Linked DNA regions of Mus musculus: all the other regions are linked to region 1. Evidence: chromatin contacts called from public Hi-C and HiChIP or PLAC-seq data. All regions are on one chromosome and are shown on one strand. Each heading gives the region's core, a stretch centred on a gene start, on an enhancer-like site or on the middle of the called end of the contact. The rest is flanking DNA. Distances are from core to core; before and after follow the strand shown.

Region 1 (2,997 bases), core at 186-2,685:
GTGGACTCGGGAGACTCTGGGGGCCGACGGAGTTCCGTGAGTGCCCGACCGGCTCCCCTACTGCCCCCGCCGCCTCTTCGCTGCGGGTCGCCGGCTGCGGACCCCGCGTTGCGTCGCCCCCTGGCGGGCAGCGCCCGGCCGAGTGGCGGCCGCGCTCGGGCGAGTCCCCACCGGCTCGTCCACCATCCCCGCCCGGCGAGAGTCGCCCTCCCGGCTCGGGCGGCCAGCACCAGCTGCTCGACGGCCGTTGCCCCAAGGCGCCGGTGGCGGGGCTCCAGCCCCTTCTCCAAAGCAGAGCTGGTTAGTTCAGCCCAGATCGGCGCGCCGGAGGCAAGCGCGCGCGCGGGCTTCACGGCGACTCCTCGAGCTTCGGGGGACCCGCCCGCCACGCACTCCGCTCCACCCTCTCGTCCCTCCGCTCCACTCTCAAGTCTGCGCGAGCCCCGACTGCCCGTGCAGCAGTCGGATCCTAAAGGACAGGCTCCCTTCTCCACGCCCTCCGCAGCGGCCTCCCGGCGTTTGGCTCGAGACCAGGAAGAACTGGCCTCTGGGGTGCTCCGGGTCCCCGGGTCCCCGAGTCCGCCCGGGCCGCCTCCCTCCCGCCCTTTGTGTGCGCGCCGCAAAGCTCCGCGAAAATCCTCCTTGCGGCGACGCAGCCAGAAGAGGGATGACCAGAGGACTATTGGGGGACCAAAGGCGACAGTCCTCACTGGGGGCGACCCGGGCAAGCTGCGGCACCCAGGCTTCCCGGTGGCCTGGTCCAGACCCCCCCGGCTTCCCCGCCCCTCCAGGGTCAGAGCAAGCCGGGCAGGGGAGGAGCACGACCACAGGGACGCGCCCGCAGTGGTGCTTCCGGAGCCGCTGGGAAGGGGCTCTGGCTTGTTTTGGTTTTTGCTAAGCGGGTTTGGGAGGGAAACCGGGAGAGTAGAGGGGAGGGGAGAAGGCCCGGGAGAGTAATCTTGCTCCAGGGCCGGGTGTACGCTTTTGTTTTTAACTTCGTGGGCAAGTCCTTTCTAATCCGACGCCTCGCTTCTCAACTGTGCTCCCTTTAAGTAGAGGACTCCAGTCCGTACTGGGACCGAGAAGCTACTTCCGAAGCAAAGGGCCTGGGAACGGGGATTGTTTAATGTTGGATCGAGGGGAAAATTCAATGGTGGGGGAGAGAGATCAGCCTCAGGTCACGCTTCATGTCCCTGGCTGTGTCCTTTGTGGCTCCTCTTCTTACCTGGTGGCCTTTCTAATAAAGTAAGAGAAGGTAAAGTCCCGGTGATCATCCAGCCACGCTTCCACCCAGTCCGGGTCCCGCTGCTGCTGCGACCGCACGGAGTTGGGGCCCGCTCGTTCCATGGTGCTTGCCGCGCGTCTCTGCGGCTCGGAGGTGCCGGATTTCCACCTCTCTCTCTCAGAGGAGCAGGACAGTGTTCGAGACCCTCCCCTTTTGCCTTTATTCGTCCCTGCAGTGTCTCAGCGAAGCCACAGAGACGCGGGCCGGCCCCGGAGCTCGCTCAGCCCCGCCCCTCCAGGTCCCCGAGGTTCCCAGGTGGCGGGCGTCCTCCTTGGGGTCCCGCGGAAACCGGCTTTCTGCATCTGCCTCGGCGCTGACTGGCGAGCCCTCCGGAAGCCAAGTGGCCAAGGCTAGAAGGACTCCAGACCGCCGCTGGGGTGCGCTGTGGGCCGAGTCAGCTTCCCTCTATGCGCAAAGGTGACAGTGGGTGGATTTGCAATTCCCAACCAACCAACTCTAGGACAGAAAGATCACAGTGAGGACTCATCTACAGTCCAGAAGGCAAGAGGCAGGAGCTTCACTAGAAAGTGTGGGAAAAAGTTAACGTGATTGTTTTTCTTCGTTCTTAGTAGTACAGGGACAGCCCCACCTCACTTTTCTCCTTAAGCAACTCTTGGTGGAGAGGACCCAGAACCTATCTCCCTCACAGCAGCCCTCCCAGTGACTCCGGAAAGCACTCCAACCCTACAAGCTAGGGAGAGACATGAGGAAGAAACCGCTATGACAAACCTGCAGGTACGGGACACAGTGGCTTCCATCAAAACCACATCCGAGCTTAAGGCTAACATCAGTTGTAATCATTGATTCATACACCAAAGACCCTCCTTATGGAAGCGCAAGATTCGGTTAGACATAGGACATAAAAATGACAACCACCTGTCCTTGGCCTGTGAATTTTGAAGCTAAGACTACCTCTACACGATTCTGCTGACTTACGAACCCTAACACTAGCTACCCATGTACAACTGGGAACACCCAGTTAGCCTGATTTAAAATGAACTCATTTGTATTTAACTGGCATCGATACCTCAGAAATAGTATTGCCTTACATTGCTTATTGCTGTGATAAAATTCCATGACCAAAGCAACACATGATAAATTATATTAGATTTTAAAATGACAGTTCTCTCCTGATATGTTACTATGACATTAAATATGCTTAGCGAATAGGGAGTTTCCCCTTGTTGGTGAACCCCACCCCCACCCCATATCTACACATTCCTCCTACCAGGAAGTCACCTGATTTAAAACTGAACTCTGGGATAATAGCTAGAAATTGGGCCTTAACTGTTTGTGCCCGCTCCCTCCAAAGTTCATATTGACACTTCATTCTGGCTGAGTGGTTAAGAGTTCTTCCTTCGGGGGCTGGTGAGATGGCTCAGTGGGTAAGAGCACCCGACTGCTCTTCCGAAGGTCAGGAGTTCAAATCCCAGCAACCACATGGTGGCTCACAACCATCCATAACAAGATCTGACTCCCTCTTCTGGAGTGTCTGAGGACAGCTACAGTGTACTTACATATAATAAATAAATAAATATAAAAAAAAAAAAAAAAGAGTTCTTCCTTCACCCGACCCCCCCCCCAAGCTCCCAGGGACTAAACCACCAACCAAGGAGTACATATGAAGGGACCCATGGCTCCAGCCTCATATGTAGCAGAGGATGGCCTTGTCGGACATCAACGGAAGAAGAGGAGGCCCTTGGTCCTGTAGG
Region 2 (2,827 bases), core at 305-2,804, 35 kb before region 1:
TCTTCAGTGGACACTGGTGGTGTTGCACCAGAGCTTGAGTTTTAGATGTGCTCTCCTAAGCATAGTCTCTGAGAGACGGGTCAGTGGATCTTTTGCTTTTCATAGACAACTGGAAGGTATCAGTGAGGTGAACTTTGCACTGTGCCCCGGAGACCTTGAACATGCTCTTGGACAGACTCTGATCTGTGACTATTGAGAGCCCAAGTGTCGATGCTTGTCTTCCTTTTCACTTCCCTGCCCTGAGTGCCCTGCTGTCTTCTCCACCACATATCAGGGACTCTCCCTCCAGAGTTTCTGTCTCTTCCAAGTCCTATTTCACACCACTTAATCACTCTCACACACTGGACAGATCTCCTCTCCTTTGATTGACTTTTGTCCTTTGGCCATTCATTTGCCTCTGACTAATAGGTCTTTGACCTTTTGGAAATAGACTATTTTAGCTTCCTCAAGCTTCTCTAGTCATTTTCCCCCTATTAACCCGTACCTTTAGAAGGAATAGAGAGAAGAGGGAGAAAGATAAAACCTTACTCTCTACACTGTATGCATAGCCATGATGCCGGCTTCCAAAATGACACTGCTATATCCATTATGTCAATGGATTATAACGTAACATTATTGAAAGGAACTCCTGAAAATTTTAATTTGCTAATATATCTCACAAGAACAAGAGGCTGGGCTGGCAAGATGGCTCAGCAAGTAAAAGGTGCTTACCACCCACCCTAAAGTCATGAATTCAATTCCCTGGACCCACATGGTAGAAGGAGAGAAAAAACTCTTAAAACTCTTACCTTCTGATCTCCATGCGTGTATGTGTATACACTCACGTGTGTGTGTGTGTGTGTGTGTGTGTGTGTGTGTGTGTGTGTGTACAGACAATAAGTAAATACATAACAAGAGGTAATACTCAGCATTTTAGTGAATCCTAAAAATCTTTCAGAGTGCCCTGGCCTATGTCAGAGCACAGACTTCAGTATGTAACACCCAACTTCCCCAACCACACAACTGCCAGGACTCTTTCCCCTGAAAAAAATATCACTGTCACTAAAGAGTATAAAATATTTTATAATCAAGAGATAAACAGTAATTCAATAATCATAGCTCTGTTAGGTTTTCTGGTAAGTAACTAGAATGGGAAGTAGCTTAATGGGAATGATTTAAACAAAGAGAAGGTAAATCCACTCACCCTCAATTATGAGAAGAAAAAAAAAAGACTAGAAGGCCATGTTTCTTTTAAAGTTGATATTTGGTTAAGGGATGACAAGCAGAATCCCAGGCCAGGCTATGCCACTCTCATCGGACCCAGCCCATGATTACGAGCTGGCTAGTGACTGCCTCGGGCTCCCACATTCCTTCTCTTACAAGTTTCATTATTGTTACTCACGTGAGTCGTTTCAAAAAGCACTAGATGGTATTTACTGACCATTTCCACAGTGTCACAAGGCATGTCTAGCCTTGTGTCTGTGTGAATACAGCTTTGCCAGTGGGTCTTTTATTACCCCCGCTTTGCAGAGAAGGAAAGTGAAGTTCAAAGAGATTAACCCCGATTAGTCATACAGGAAGCAATACGATGAGAGTCAAGCTCGGAGCAAACAGTCTTTACAATTATTCCAAAAGGCTCGTCGAGCCCGCCTGTAAATTTTCATTTAAGAAAATTCGAGAGACTTCCGGTAAGTTAACAGTCAAGAGACTATCTCCACCTGATGTGACAAAGGAGAAGAGGAATAACACGAACTGTTCCAAAGACAGAGAAGAGCTTTGGAGATTCACAAAAGCGATGACAGAAACATGCGGAGAGAAAGATTGCCAACTCCACCAAAAGGAAGCAGACCCCGGCAGACAGCTCAGGCCAGGCTCCCTGGGAGCGGAGGCAGCAGAAGCCTCAACCCAGAGGTGAGTGGAGCCAGGCAGTCCTGCCCTCAGGACAAGCCAAAGCTTCACAAACCCCAAACCAGTTGTGGGCTTTGGTCAAACAGGGATTCCTCATGCAGAAGGTCAGGACTAGATAGAGAAGGCCGGCAATATCCATGCAGCTGCTGCATATGACTCAGAGGGCAGTGGCCAGGCACACCCTAAAAGAAGAACTTACCATTTAAAACTCGGCTACCCTAAGGGCCTGACAACAAGGAATAACCACAGGTCTGGGAGCTTTAATTTAACCTGCAATAGCTCAAAATGGGAAGCCCTCTAGGACGCAATAATGGGAATGAGGGGGACCAGACACTAACAGGAGAAAAAGTAGAGTAGGCAGGAGGCTTGCTTCAGGAAGTGAAGTGCATGGGCAAAGGGAGTCCTGGTATAGCTCTTGGGAGAGGGGGTGTCTCTCTAATGGAGGCCACCAAGTTAACCAATCTACATCCATCTAATTCCCTTCAACACTGTAGAAAATGAGAAGTGTAAACCTCCAGGAGTCTTCTTGACATTCACAGTTACATTCCTCCAGTAGAATGACAAAGAATTGGGTCTCAAAAGCACAAACCTCAGTACTATGGTTGCGTCTCAAATTCATTCTGGAGACACACCCTAATGAGTGGTACACCCTAACTAAAAGGTACATGGCCGGTGAAGTCTCAGGAGGACAGAAGAACTGGCCCAGCCCACAGACTGAAAAGTTCCATGTACCTGTACAAGGAAAGGAGGGGATGTTATTTGTTAAAATGAAGACAGCTCTGGTTGACATTAGACCCTTGTTGGATATGAATTCAGTATGAGGATAAACCATAGGCAAGCATGGGTTTATACTCTGCTGTCTCAGAGCCCATGCAGAAAATTCTCTGCTACATAGTTGAGATTAAGCCAGGCACAAATTTTATAAAAACCTACAGTGGCC
Region 3 (2,870 bases), core at 49-2,548, 36 kb after region 1:
CTGCATCAGCTCCTGCTCCCTGACCTGCTTGAGTTCCAGTCCTGACTTCCTTTGGTGATGAACAGCAATGTGGAAGTGTAAGCCAAATAAACCCCTTCCTCCCCCCCCAAAAAAATGCTTCGGGTCACAGTGTTTTATCACAATAGAAACCCTAACTAAGATATAGTTGCCCTATGAAAAAGAAAGAAAACTACGTTTTGGAAATGCTGGCTTATACTTAGTCAGATTTCTCACAGCAGAATATATAAGAGAAGATAATATGACTGTGACCTTCTAAGAGTGAGGTATTGTACTTATCCATCCAGACTATCTTGTCTATTTTCTATTATACTTTAAGTCAGTGGTTCTCAACCCTCCTAATGTTGCAATCCTTTAATGCAGTTCCTCATGTTGTGGTGACCTGAACCATAAAATTATTTTCATTGCTACTTCATAACTGTAATTGTGCTACTGTTATGAATCATAATGCAAATATTTTTGGAGATAGAGGTTTGCTAAAGGGGTTGAGAACCACTGCTTTAAGATTTTTCTTTCCCCAAGAATTTTCATTAAACATTTCTGGCAGGTTATAGTGATTTTAAAAGGCTAGAACCCGAGGGAGCATCAAGCTTGATGAAGCGAAGAGATCTGCTTGCTGGAAGAGGTCATTTTTGCATATGGTGTGAGCTTTCAGGGGAGACATGGGTTTTGTTTTCCCTGGGAGAGGGTGGGATGGGAAAATGGTTGCTTAGGAGTCCCAAGAAAGACAGTTTACAGCTTTGGCCTTTTTTCTTTGTCCCCAGAATTGTACATCACTATCTATAAAGTTGATATATATATATTTATCAATTTAAATCTATTGCTATAAAATTGATTTATATTTATTAATGCTTGTAGAGTACCTCTCTTGTACCAGGTTGCCCCTCCCTTCCTCTCCTTCTCCCTCTCTTCCTCTCTCTTGCTTTCTCTCTCCCTACCTTTTTCTGTGTGTCTGCGTGTGTTCATGTGTGTGTGTGCGTGTGTTCGTGTGTGTGTGTGTGTGTGTGTGTGTGTGTGTGTGTGTGTGTGTGTTAGGCAGCATGCTATATATTCAGTAACCTAGGTGATAGAGTGTGTGAATTTGTAGCAGCAGTGAAGACGGACAGAAATGTTCATATTCTGTTTGCTCAATTTAAATGTGGTCACAGGAATTCCTGGAAACTTGGATAAGAGATGTGGGAGAAGGAAAAAGCTAAAATGACTACAACGCTTTAGTGCTGTTTATCAGTAAGAAGAAAAAGGATGTGGGCAGACTCTGGAGGGGAAGTTCAGCTTTGGAGCATGCTGTGTTTTCATTTGCTAGATGTTTCATCCCTTAATGTGGGGACTGTATCTGCTCTTCATTTTATAACAGATTGTTCAACTAACATCATCCAAGGTACCAGCTTACCAATGCGCTGCTCAGGGAATATCTGAAAAGAGAAAAAATAGAACTGATACATGCTATTTATACTATCTTTACTTTTTGGTTTTTGTTTGTTGGTTGCTGGTTAACTGGTTAGTTGGTTGGTTGGTTTTGGGGTTTGGTTGGTTTGTTTGTTTGTTTGTTTGTTTTTAAACAGGGTTTCACTCTGTAGCCCTGGCTGTCTTGGAGCTCATTCTATAAACCAGACTGACCTTAAACTCAAAGATCTGCCTGCTCCACCTCCCAAATGCTGGGATTAAAGAAGTATGCCACCAAACCCTGTGATATCTAGTCCTCAGTTGGCACTCCATCCATTCTATTGAAGTACAATTTATTGTTTGTTTGTTCACTGAGACAAGGTTTTACTGTGTATCCCAAGGTGGCCTTCAATTTGTGATCCTCCACAGCCTATTAGGTTCTGGGATTATAGTTCTGTGGCACCACACCAGGCCTGACAGCTTTTAACAACTTTTTCCCACGCATTAAAACAATTTTTGATCCTGTCCTATAGAGAATAGTGTCAACAACAACAACAAAATAATAAAAGCTGAAGCTCCATTCATCTTCTGAAATGAGGAATCACGCTGCAGGTCTTGGCATTTAGAATGTGTATCAAGGTTGATATATAATGACTCAATAAATGACAAATAAGTGACTCAGTAAAAAAAGATGTCTTCTGCTGGCCCAGGAGGTGAGAGAGGCATCTGAATGGTCACCCAGTCCTTGAGTGAGGAGGGGGAGGGATGTCCCTCTGTAGGACATCAAGAAGGGTGTGGCACTTGGCTTTTCTTGCTGGTCTGATCTCGGGCTTCCCTTGCAGAGAGGTGTGGCCTTATGACTGATGCTCTGTAGAAGAATGTAAATGGGGGTGACATGTCCAGGTCTGCGTCATGACCTCCCCACTCCAAGTCTCTGCTCGGCACAGTCTCAGATGTGTGTATTTTACCTTACAGTGTATGAAATAATAATAGCAGCAATGATAAATGCTAATAAAAGTCTCGTTAGATACTAACCACGTGTCAAGGAGTGTGTAAGGCACTTTGAATACTTAAATTTATTTCTCATAATAATCCTGCTCCCGCTTTCCCACGAGTGGGATTACAGGTGTGAGTCACCATGCCAACTGGAGACAGACATGTTGTCATGCTGTGTTGTCTACTAGCTGCAGGGAGCCATTTGAATAGAGATTGAAAAGTGTTAAAAATAAAATAGCATTGAAAGCTGAGTAGGCTGCATGGTGGCCACCACACTGAGCTGCCCCAGTGCAGAATGTTCTGCCGTCTCCAAGTATGTCACAGAAAGCCCCATCGGAAGTGCTGCGTTAAAATGGGGAAGACACCAACCATGGGTCAAGCAAGCTGGAAGCCTAAAGGAAGCCAGGAAGAGAGTAAAAGTAATGCCCAGCTCATTCCTCCACCTTGTGGGCCACCAAGGGGTGTGCTATTCA

The links. Hi-C and Micro-C count contacts between places; a contact is called where the count stands out from the background. HiChIP or PLAC-seq counts read pairs in DNA pulled down with a chosen protein or histone mark.
Region 2: a contact with region 1 is called in an H3K4me3 HiChIP or PLAC-seq map of intestinal villus epithelium, with 24 read pairs. The contact joins the enhancer-like site here to the promoter of Pde5a in region 1. A contact is called at or near these places in 4 of 39 promoter capture datasets (3T3-L1-derived adipocytes, cranial neural crest, liver and 1 more), 24 of 484 Hi-C or Micro-C datasets (the C2C12 cell line, the N1E-115 cell line, Sertoli cells and 13 more), 9 of 115 datasets of contacts at active chromatin or transcription factors (PVALB interneurons, VIP interneurons, embryonic stem cells and 5 more) and 4 of 9 other capture datasets (adipose tissue, embryonic stem cells, liver and 1 more).
Region 3: a Hi-C map of pre-megakaryocyte-erythroid progenitors shows a contact between it and region 1, with 1.9 times the contacts expected there. The contact joins the enhancer-like site here to the promoter of Pde5a in region 1. A contact is called at or near these places in 2 of 39 promoter capture datasets (liver and macrophages), 5 of 484 Hi-C or Micro-C datasets (cortical neurons, macrophages, nephron progenitors and 2 more), 4 of 115 datasets of contacts at active chromatin or transcription factors (embryonic stem cells and intestinal villus epithelium) and 1 of 9 other capture datasets (pancreatic islet).

The regions. Positions count from the first base shown.
Region 1 is chr3:122,727,596-122,730,592 of GRCm38.p6, reverse strand. Pde5a (phosphodiesterase 5A, cGMP-specific) reads right to left here and starts at 1,435. Exons shown (of 21, transcript NM_153422.2): 1 at 1,226-1,435. The coding sequence starts at 1,347.
Region 2 is chr3:122,762,623-122,765,449 of GRCm38.p6, reverse strand. All of the region lies in intron 3 of Pde5a (phosphodiesterase 5A, cGMP-specific), which reads right to left. Among named protein-coding and RNA genes, the nearest start is that of Pde5a, 35 kb to the right of the region's middle. Within about 2 kb of position 1,554, at least 46 of the 459 cell types and tissues checked have an H3K27ac peak or open chromatin away from gene starts, as enhancers often do. A contact at or near this core is called in the C2C12 cell line, the N1E-115 cell line, colorectal tumor organoids and 6 more, where this site is marked.
Region 3 is chr3:122,691,614-122,694,483 of GRCm38.p6, reverse strand. No RefSeq gene overlaps it. Among named protein-coding and RNA genes, the nearest start is that of Gm40140, 9.0 kb to the right of the region's middle. Within about 2 kb of position 1,298, at least 9 of the 459 cell types and tissues checked have an H3K27ac peak or open chromatin away from gene starts, as enhancers often do. A contact at or near this core is called in pre-megakaryocyte-erythroid progenitors, where this site is marked.